Regions from separate parts of the Mus musculus genome. Here region 1 is linked to region 2. A link is a contact called in public HiChIP or PLAC-seq data. All regions are on one chromosome and are shown on one strand. The core of a region is the stretch at or near the end of the contact, and the rest is flanking DNA. Distances in the headings are between cores, read along the strand shown. Region 1 overlaps Gpat4 (glycerol-3-phosphate acyltransferase 4). Region 2 holds the start of Nkx6-3 (NK6 homeobox 3).

Evidence for each region. HiChIP or PLAC-seq counts read pairs in DNA pulled down with a chosen protein or histone mark.
Region 1: a contact with region 2 is called in an H3K27ac HiChIP or PLAC-seq map of embryonic stem cells, with 5 read pairs. The contact joins the enhancer-like site here to the promoter of Nkx6-3 in region 2. A contact is called at or near these places in 7 of 39 promoter capture datasets (the 3T3-L1 cell line, cranial neural crest, frontonasal cranial neural crest and 4 more), 1 of 484 Hi-C or Micro-C datasets (uterus), 5 of 115 datasets of contacts at active chromatin or transcription factors (embryonic stem cells, pancreatic cancer cells and stem cell-derived neural progenitor cells) and 2 of 9 other capture datasets (adipose tissue and liver).

What each region holds. Positions count from the first base shown.
Region 1 is chr8:23,188,002-23,192,903 of GRCm38.p6, reverse strand. Gpat4 (glycerol-3-phosphate acyltransferase 4) reads left to right here. Exons shown (of 13, transcript NM_018743.4): 2 at 1,212-2,188. The coding sequence starts at 2,024. Among named protein-coding and RNA genes, the nearest start is that of Gpat4, 18 kb to the left of the region's middle. Within about 2 kb of position 2,918, at least 31 of the 459 cell types and tissues checked have an H3K27ac peak or open chromatin away from gene starts, as enhancers often do. A contact at or near this core is called in embryonic stem cells and pancreatic cancer cells, where this site is marked.
Region 2 is chr8:23,151,942-23,156,461 of GRCm38.p6, reverse strand. Nkx6-3 (NK6 homeobox 3) reads right to left here and starts at 3,191. Exons shown (of 3, transcript NM_029002.2): 1 at 2,493-3,191; 2 at 92-261. The coding sequence starts at 2,877.

The sequences.
Region 1 (4,902 bases), core at 1,669-4,168, 37 kb before region 2:
AGAGGACAGCATATGGGAATTCTTTGCTTGTACCATGTGGGTCCTGGAGAACAATTCAAGGCCTTAAGCTTGAGGGCAAGTGCCTTTACCCACTAAGCTACTTTGTCAGCCCTGAGATAGCACACATTGGTTCATAAAGCATTGGTCAGAATTGGTGGTGAAGTCAGTACCTATTTGGTTTCCTGGACTGTGGCTTGGGACAGAGCTGGACTATGACTCCTGGAGAACCAGAGCCCTCCCTGTGGCTGGGTGTAGCTCTGTTAGAGAACACTTGCCCAACATAGTCAAGGAAGGCCCTGGGGTCTGTCCCCAGCACCACATGGCAAAAATTTTTGCTAGAAAATTTTGATAGGATGCTCCCAAGTTCAGGAACTTGCATTGGTAACTTATAGTTTGGAATAAGCACTATATATTGGACTACTTTCATGAGATATTTGAAATAATTCTAGAATTTTATGAGCAGCCAGTGTAGTGAAGTGGACTGAAAGGGCTTGGTTTCTATGGAAGAAATGTGATACTTATCTTGTAAAAGTTTAAATGTATATTTCCTTTTCCTATACAGTTCTCTTTCTAGGAATTTTGTTGGTACCAAGTCATGTAAAGTAGTAGCATTTAACACACAATTACTAGAAATTTGTACTGTCTAGCCTTAGGAGACAGATTACCTTAATCCTGATATGTTCTTACAGTTGCAAACTATGTCCCTGCAAAGCATTGGGAGAGCTCTGTTTTTACCAATAGAACTCTCCTTCAAGTTAATTAAGACAAAATAAGAAGCAAATGAAGAGTGTGCCTTGTTAACAATGCCTTAACTTTTGTTGCCTGGTCCTGAGGGAACAGAACCAATGATTGTCCTGTGTCAGCAAGAATTATACTAGGAAGAGTACAAAGTTAGTCCTGCAGTACATCTGTTATAAAGAACTCTGGGTAACTATGGGACAAGTTAGGGCATTGACATTTCATATTGTACCCTTACCTTTCAAAATGTTCATCATCAGAAAGTTGGCATGCACGGCCAGCTTCACTCATTGTGGAATACTGGAATGTCCGTTTTCCCCCACGCTGTATCTGCTTGCCTGCTGCCTTTTTACCTTGATGATAGAGAAGCAACCTGTGGGCTCCCAGCTGTCCCTTGTCACACATATGGAAGGAAGCACATTAATGCTTCTCTTGCTTTGTGTGACTAATGGTGTTTCTGTTTCCACCCCCAGCTCTGGCAGCATGTAAACAGCCTTTTGCCAAGAACCCAGGTCACCGCTGAGAAGGCTGCCTTAAGGGAGAAGAATATCGGAGGACACCAATGCCAGGCGTGTTTGGAACAGTGCTCAGTACAGGCAGCATGAGACGTTCTGTGCCAGCCTCTGTGTGCTACTGGCAAAGGCTGGGGCTCTCTGGGTAGGAGGGTCCTGGGTCAGCCAGCATCAGGAGCCCCCTCAAGGGAGCATGGGACCAGCTATGAACTCTTTACAGTGAACTCAGTTTTAGCTTATGAAGGAATTTTAAGTAAACGTTACTTAATTTCTACATACTGACGTTTGGCAGCCTTGGGTGTGAAGTGCCAGCAGCTACCCTTGTCTACTGGAGTTTCAGGATTCTTCTGGCACCAAGGCGAACTCTTCTTGGTACTTCTGACAATACAGATCTTTAGGACAAATTTACCCGCTGAATGCTTTGGGGCAGGAGGAAAGTAAAACCTTGGAAGCAGCCACATAGCTGAACAGAAAGCTGCCCCTTGCCGCTCGCTTGCCCGGACACTCAGGACTCAGGTGCTGTTCCAGCCTACTCACCACAGATTGTCATCTGTGCCCGGGAGACCTGGCATTTCTGGGGTGCTCCTGTGACCCTTCTGCAGTTCTGCGCCAGAGCTCTATTCAGGCAGTTGGATGACATGAACTTTGAGATGGAGTTTGTCACCCGTGAGGGACTGGCTGCCTTTCCAAGGCTTGTGCTATCTGAAGGGACCATCTGAAGGACGTGTTTGTGTGTGGAAAAGAGGGCACCAGCCTGACGTGCGTCCTCCACCATGTTCCTGTTGCTACCTTTTGATAGCTTGATTGTCAACCTCCTGGGTATCTCCCTGACCGTCCTCTTCACCCTGCTGCTTGTTTTCATCATCGTCCCTGCCATCTTTGGAGTGTCCTTTGGTATCCGAAAGCTCTACATGAAAACACTGCTAAAGATCTTTGCGGTAAGTTGTACTTCTGTGATATGTTTCCTCACTGGGAAGAGAAGGACATTAGCAGAAAGAATGGTTCTTTTACCTTCTGTGTCACAGAGTGGGGCTTAGACACTGGACATTGCCACATGCAGAACAGGTAGTAGGACATAAGGCTGCTTATGGGCTCATTTTTCCTCTCTCACTGTAATCTGAGGTAGAGTCTTACATTCATGCAAAAAGAATGCACAGAGCCCGGGCAGTGGTGGCACACGCCTTTAATCCCAGCACTTGGGAGGCAGAGGCAGGAGGATTTGAGTTCAAGGCCAGCCTGTTCTACAAAGTGAGTTCCAGGACAGCCAGGGCTACACAGAGAAACCCTGTCTCAAGGAAAAAAGAAAAAAGGAAAAAAAAAAAAAAGAATGCACAGAAAAAAAGAGCATTTGAATTATTTTCCAAAAAAATAGAGGCTATGTCAGAACTTAACGTACAGCTGAAGAGAACTGGTTGTGTTAAATGGAAGCAGATGAGAAGCAATATCTCCTAGAAGTTGATCTGTGCCACAGGACTAATATTTAGACAAAGAGTTGCTAGCTACTTTAGTTGCAGGATCTGTTTTAAATAGTTACCAAATTCTCAGGAATTCTTTTCCACAGCTGAAACTGCAACCTTTGAGTAATACCATGATAATATGATGCACTTACTCATGTGGTATCTTACAGGCTTTTGTGGTTTGGTTTGCTGCTTCAAGCCAAGGATTCAAGCACTCGGCAGTCTTTATTGTTTCCATTTTCCTTTAGCTCCTTTGAACTCTGTGGTATTTACTGTCCTTACAAGAATAAGGTGGGGCTGGAGAGAGAGTACAGGGGTTAAGAGCATGTCCTGCTTCTTGCTGAGGACCCACATGTAAATCCAACACTCACAGCCGTGACTCATAACTGTCGGTCACTTCAGGCCTCTGTGGGACCTGCACCTGTGTGCACAGACACAGATATGCACACACACACATAGTTAAAAAGTATTTTTAAATAATTGAGGCCAAATAAGCAGAATATAAACCCAGCCGGGTGGGTTGAGTTTGCTCAGGTTGCACAGCCGCCGCCTCTTGCCTCTCGTAGAGCTACTTGTTACCACTTGAAAAGAAGCTCTTACAGTCCCACTGTTGGGGAGGATTTCTAGTTCAAAACCGGTCTGAACTAGTGTTTTGTGTGGATGGAGTCATACACAATCCATGCACGCTTCTCTCTGGCCTCTCTGACTTGGTGCTGTCATCGCCTGTCTGCATGGCAACCATTATCCGTGCACTTCTGTGTTCTGTGTGGGGCCTGCACGGTGAATTGCGTATGCATCCATCCACTGAGGAGCTGTTTCCACCTGTGGGCTGCCGGGAGTGGTGCTGCTGTAGACTCATGCTGGGAGTATGTCAAGAATGTAGAGCTGAAGCTGGGCAGCGGTGGCGCACGCCTTTAGTTCCAGCACTTGGGAGGCAGAGGCAGGTGGATTTCTGAGTTTGAGGCCAGTCTGGTCTACAGAGTGAGTTCCAGGACAGCCAGAGGTACACAGAGAAACCTTGTCTCGAAAAAACAAAAACAACAAAGAAAAAAAGAATGTAGAGCTGATGTTTGACTGTGTGGGTACACGAGTGTGTGTGGGGCCTGAAGCTGGTGACACTCATCTTTCTCAGTTGCTCTTCTACCTTACTTATTGAAGCAGGGGCTCTCAGTCAGACCAGAGCTTGATGTCCACCTGCTCTTTCTAGCCAGTATGTGGCTAGATCCTATCCCTGACATCTGAGGCTGACGTTTCAGAGGGGCCACCATGTCTACCTGGCACTCACGTGGGCTCTGGGGATCCGAATTCTGGTCCTGGTGCGTGTGTGTCAGGTACTTTAAGCACTGGGTCACCTCTCCTGCCCCTAGAAATGGCCATTTTTAAAACAGAAGTCAGAGCTGCAAATCTAGGGCTCCCCTTAAGTGCTTAATTCATCTTGGATAATTTTAGGGGAGGCAGAAAGCCTAGAAGACTTGTATATCCTTTCCTGAATATGGACAGCCAACCAGATGTCTCAGTGGGTAAAGGTGTTTGCTGCCAAGCCAGATAACCTGTCCCCTAACCCATATGGTGAACAGAGAGAGAGAGACTCCCTGAAGGTGGTCGTCCTCTGACCTCCACTTGTGTGCTCTGTGGCACGTGTATACGGACTGGGTTAGTCAGGGATCTCTAGAGGAACAGAGATGACTGCGTGAATACATATGTGCATACATACATACATACATACATTGAGAGAGGGGAGAGGGAGAGAGAATTAAAGTGGGTTACAGGCTCAGTGACTTAGCTAGGGTTGCTATTGCTGTGATAAACACCATGACTAAAAACAGTGTGGGGAGGAGTTGACAGTTACATGTAACAGTTGTCCATCAGAAGCAGTGAGAGCAGGAACCGAGAGGTAAGAGCTCATACACAGGCTGGGGAGCAGTGCTGCTTAACACCCACCCACACACACACACACCCACACACACACACCCCACACACCCACACACACACCCACACCCACACACACACACACCCCCACACACACCTACACACACCCCCACACCCCACACACACACCCCCACACACCCACACACACACACACACACCCCACACACACACCCCCACACACACACACCCCCACACACACACACACACACACACACACACCCACACACACCCACACACACACACCCCCCCCCACACACACACCCCAC
Region 2 (4,520 bases), core at 1,942-4,441:
AAGATGGGCAGCCACACCTTCCTCTCACCCAGTGGCCTCCTACCCCGGCAGGTGCTAGGCTGCCAGGCAGACTCTTTCTGCACAGACTCACCTTGACCTGTGACTCCGTCATGCCCAGGGAATAAGCCAGCCTCGCCCGCTCTGGGCCAGCCAAGTACTTGGTCTGCTCAAAGGTTTTCTCCAGGGCAAAGATCTGGTGGCCCGTGAAGGTAGGGCGGGTGTGCTTTTTCTTGTGGATAGTGTCACTCAGGGGGTCTGGAGCTGCCCAGAGGGAAGAAAGTATGGTCAGCAAGGTGAGTGGAGACCTGACAAGACCCTGCCTGGAGGGGTGCCAGCCTGTCCTGAATCTTCCACAGGGATGTATTCTCCTACCTAGGAGCTACCGAGGTCCAGGAATGCGGTGGCACCTGTCAGTTGAACAGCACTTCTGGCATTCACAGTCATAGTCACTGTGACCTCTATCACATCTGGATGGACAGGGCCCCTGGAGGGCAGCTGCACTGGCTATAGAGGCCTTAGAACTAACTGGGCCTTGTGCCTTTCCTAGTTTTCCCATAATCCACTGATGCTGCCTAACCCAGGGGATGCATGGGAATTTCTTTTCTGTGCTAAGACACCAAGACAAGGATGCTCTTTCTTTCACCAAGACGTGGTATGCTTTCTATTGGATCCCCAAAGGGGTCGAGACCCAGCGGCTGAGAGCTACTATCCTAAAATTAGGATGAGTGTCTTCAGTTCGCTCTCCTTTCATGTTAAACTGACCACTGGGCTTTCTTGGCTATTTTCTGGTGTGTGTATGCATGCCATGTACCAAGGCATGGGTGATACCTTCCAGCTGGCAACCAGACCTCCGGGGCCTCTGAATTCCTCCCCACTTCCTTTCTCTGAGCCCCCAGCTTTCCGGGCCCATTGAAAAAGCACAGAAGTGAAGGCTTCTAGCTCCAGTTCCTCGTCCGTGTGCTGCATTCCTCGCAGCCAGCCTGGAAGCCCGTCCTCCCTCAGACCTCCTGGAATCTATCATACAGCCTGGTTTTGGAGCACCAGAGTCATCTAGAGAGCCCGGAGACCCCCCAACTCAGTCACGAAGGAGCTTGAGTCTCAAAGTAAGCAGAGTACCCAAGTGCTGGGTTCCCCTGAAACTCATGTGCTCTGCTCTCGTGTCATAGGCAGGGGACTTCAGCTCAGAAGAGGCAAAGGACCTCCTAATACAGTGGTTCTCAGCCTTCCTAACGCTGCGACCCTTTGATGCATGTTGTAGTGACCCCCTCCCTCCAACCATAAAATTATTTTGCTGCTACTTCATAACTGTGAATTTGCTACTGGTACAAATTGGAAATATCTGACATGCAGGATCTCTGATATGTGACCCCCCCCCCATGAAAGGGTCATTCAGTCCCCAAAGGGGTCACGACCCACAGGTGTAGAACCACTATCCTAAAAGATATTTTTCTTTACTCTTGTGTTAAACTGACCACTGTTTTTCCTGGCTATTTTCTAGTGTGTGTATGCATTCAAGATGGAGGGGTGGGTCAGGATGGGGGAGTGTAGGGTGGAGGTGTGGGAGAGACAGCATGAGCTTATAGTACCCCAAACTATAGGTCCCAAGAGATGAGGAAGGTGACTGTCATTCAGGCACAGACATGGAGGACAAGAGTTTTGAGGGTTTCCATCATTGATTCCAAATCCCTTATGCAGTGTGGGAGATAGAGATTAAACAGAAGGAGAGGGGGCTTTGCCTCTGTCCCTGACACATGTTTATCTCACCCGGAGCTTTAGTGGCTCAAGGAGAACCCTGGAAGTCACTGCCACTCTCTCCCAGTATGCCCCACTGGCACATGCCCCGGGCACTTCCTGGATCCCTGATTGGCATAATACCCACCCCCTCCACTCCAGTTCTCAGAAACCTGAGTCTCAGGGATGGGTGGGGTAAGCCCCCCCCCCCCCCGCCCCGCTCCCTAGCAGTCAGGGCCAAGGTCATCTTAGCGCTCTGGTTCTGCCATTGCTGACATGAACGGGGGAACAGGAAGGTGGGTGATGGGCCCTGGATGGGACCCCAGTGGGTTTTTGGAACAATCCTATATAACATTGGGCTCTTAGGGATACGATACTAAATTCATTAAGTTTTCTTCACCAGGGTAGCACTGTGCCTCACTGTGTGAAGGGGCGCCATGTCTCCGGGCAGAAGCGAACTTAAGCTACGTGCTGCATATGGTGGGATGGACTGTGATCGTGGGGCCTGGAGAACCCAAGGTCCCTTGAAGGGCAAGAAGTGACTGTGGGTCCAGACACCTGTGCTAGGTAGAAGTAGGGAGGAGGGAGAAGGGTGGGGTTCAGTTCTGCTGTGAGCTGAGAAAAGGGACCAGGAATTGGCAGGGCTGTGTAATAGCGGCTGAGGTTAGGTAGGTCGCGTGCAGCCCGGCCTTTAAAAGACCCCCCCCCTCCTGCCTTCTCCCCGGGACAGGTTGGGCTGGGGGTGAAGGCCCTGTACTCACTGTTGCTGCATGGCCGAGCGCTGCCTCTCCAGTCCTGGCCTGTGTCTGCCCAGCAGTTCCGGGTCCGGGTCGGGTACTCATTTCCAGCCTTGGAAAAGCTCCCCACCTGGGGGCCATAGTAGACGCCCTGGGAGCTGAGTCCACCAAAGCCTGCCACGTGGGGGTAGCCAGAGAGGAGGCTGCTGTTCGGGGTGGCAACCGGTCTGCTCAGGATGTCAGTGATTCCATGGGGAGTCCCAGCCGCCAGCTGGGGGCCAAGTCCCGGAGGGCTGAGCTTGTAGAAAGAGTTCTGCACCGAGTACTGGCACATGGGAGCCTTCATTTCTGAGAACTGGGCCAGCTGTGTGTTGTTCAGGAGGAAGGTCCCCTGCAGGTTGGACTCCATGGTCTCCAGGTCAGCGAATCGGTGGTCCAGGAACCCTTAAAGGCCAGCACTTCAAATGGTGGCCCAGAACCTCATGACAGGTTTGGAGAATCAGAGCCCCCCATCCCACCCCGAGCCTCAGACTGCCCTCTGGCTCGGCCCTTCCTCAGAGATGGGGCACCTACGTCAGCCCTCTGGCAAGTCAGGTGTCCAGAGAAGGTGGGCGGCCTTCCTCTTTCCCTCTCTGCCCGCTGGGCCTAAGGAGGGGTGCTTTCCATACTCAGAGCACCCGGTTTCTCTGCCTCTGAGTCTGGGGGCCCTCCATCAGAAGTTTTAAGTTCAGAGAGGGGACATTTCCTTGATAAAGATATGGCCCATTAGAATACAGACCTGAGACTGGCTGAGCTGCAAGCGCTGTGTCGCCATTGGTTGGAGACCACATGGGCCTCACATTGGCTTCTCCTAGACAAATTGCACTTTGAAAGATTGACTGTAAATCAGCCAGTCCGTGTGTGTGTGTGTGTGTGTGTGTGTGTGCATGTGTGTGTGCTCATGTGCGTGTGTGAAAGAATTAGCTCTAGGCGCCCTGAGCCTGGTCACAGGCTCCATTTGCTTACCCAAGTCCAGTATCTAAGAAAAGGTGGGCGCCTGGAGGTAGGGACTGGAGGCTCCTGCGGAAGTCAGAGAGAGAGAGAGAGAGAGAGAGAGAGAGGCTCAGAGGTCACAGTCCCAAGCTGCCCCTGTCGGAATGAATGTGACGCTTTGAGGTAACATACAGCTGCTTCCCTTTCTCCTGGGTAAGTGGGGAGACTGAGCAATCACTATTCTCTGGGGGAATGCAAGTCTCTGGCCTTGAGACCACGGGGTGGGAAACGTCTTGCTTAGGGAGTGGGCCGTGGAACAGCTCTGGGAGTTGCAGGGGTGTGGGGGGTCAGAAGGCATTCCACTGAAGAATGGTGGTTCCTGTTTCTCCCAGCCAGCCTTTCTTGGTCTCTTGAGTAGTCTGGCTGGCTGTGTCCTGGGTGAAGTCTCTTTCTCTCCTGTGAGCAGCCCTGGGCTCCTGAGGCAGAGACCTAAGCAGGGCAGTCGGGCTGAGGCTTGGGGCTACACTGACTATAAGGACGCCACCATTCGCTTTGTTTCTGAGGAATTTTTGCAATCTGATGATTCTTGTGGGTACCGTCTCTCAGTTGATAACGGGGAAACAGAGGCACAGAGGAATCAGGGCTTGCCTGCCAGGCTAGTCTCTAAATTCTTTCCTGAAGTCACCTGAAGTGTGAAATGGCAGGTGCAAGGTGATTGGCTATCTAAATGACTTCTTCCTGACCAGGCCACTGGGGCTTTGGGGAACACACTGTCTTGTGTTTGGAGGGATCTGTGTTTTCACAGGTGAGAGACAGAGCCTTTTCTTTGTTAGCTTTGTTTGAGGCAGAGGTCTGAGGTAGAGAAAGCTGGCTTGCTGTGGAGAATTTGACTGTAATGTAAGCAATACTTTCCGTGCCATGGGTGATTTAGGTGAGGATCAGATAGAAAAGCTTTTACGCAGGGCAAGATGACCTTCCTACAGGTTGGGCTATTTTTTTGAAGACCTTTAAAATTAAGAGTCTCAGTGTGTGTGTGTGTGCGCTCTCTCTCTCTCTCTCTCTCTCTCTCTCTCTCTCTCT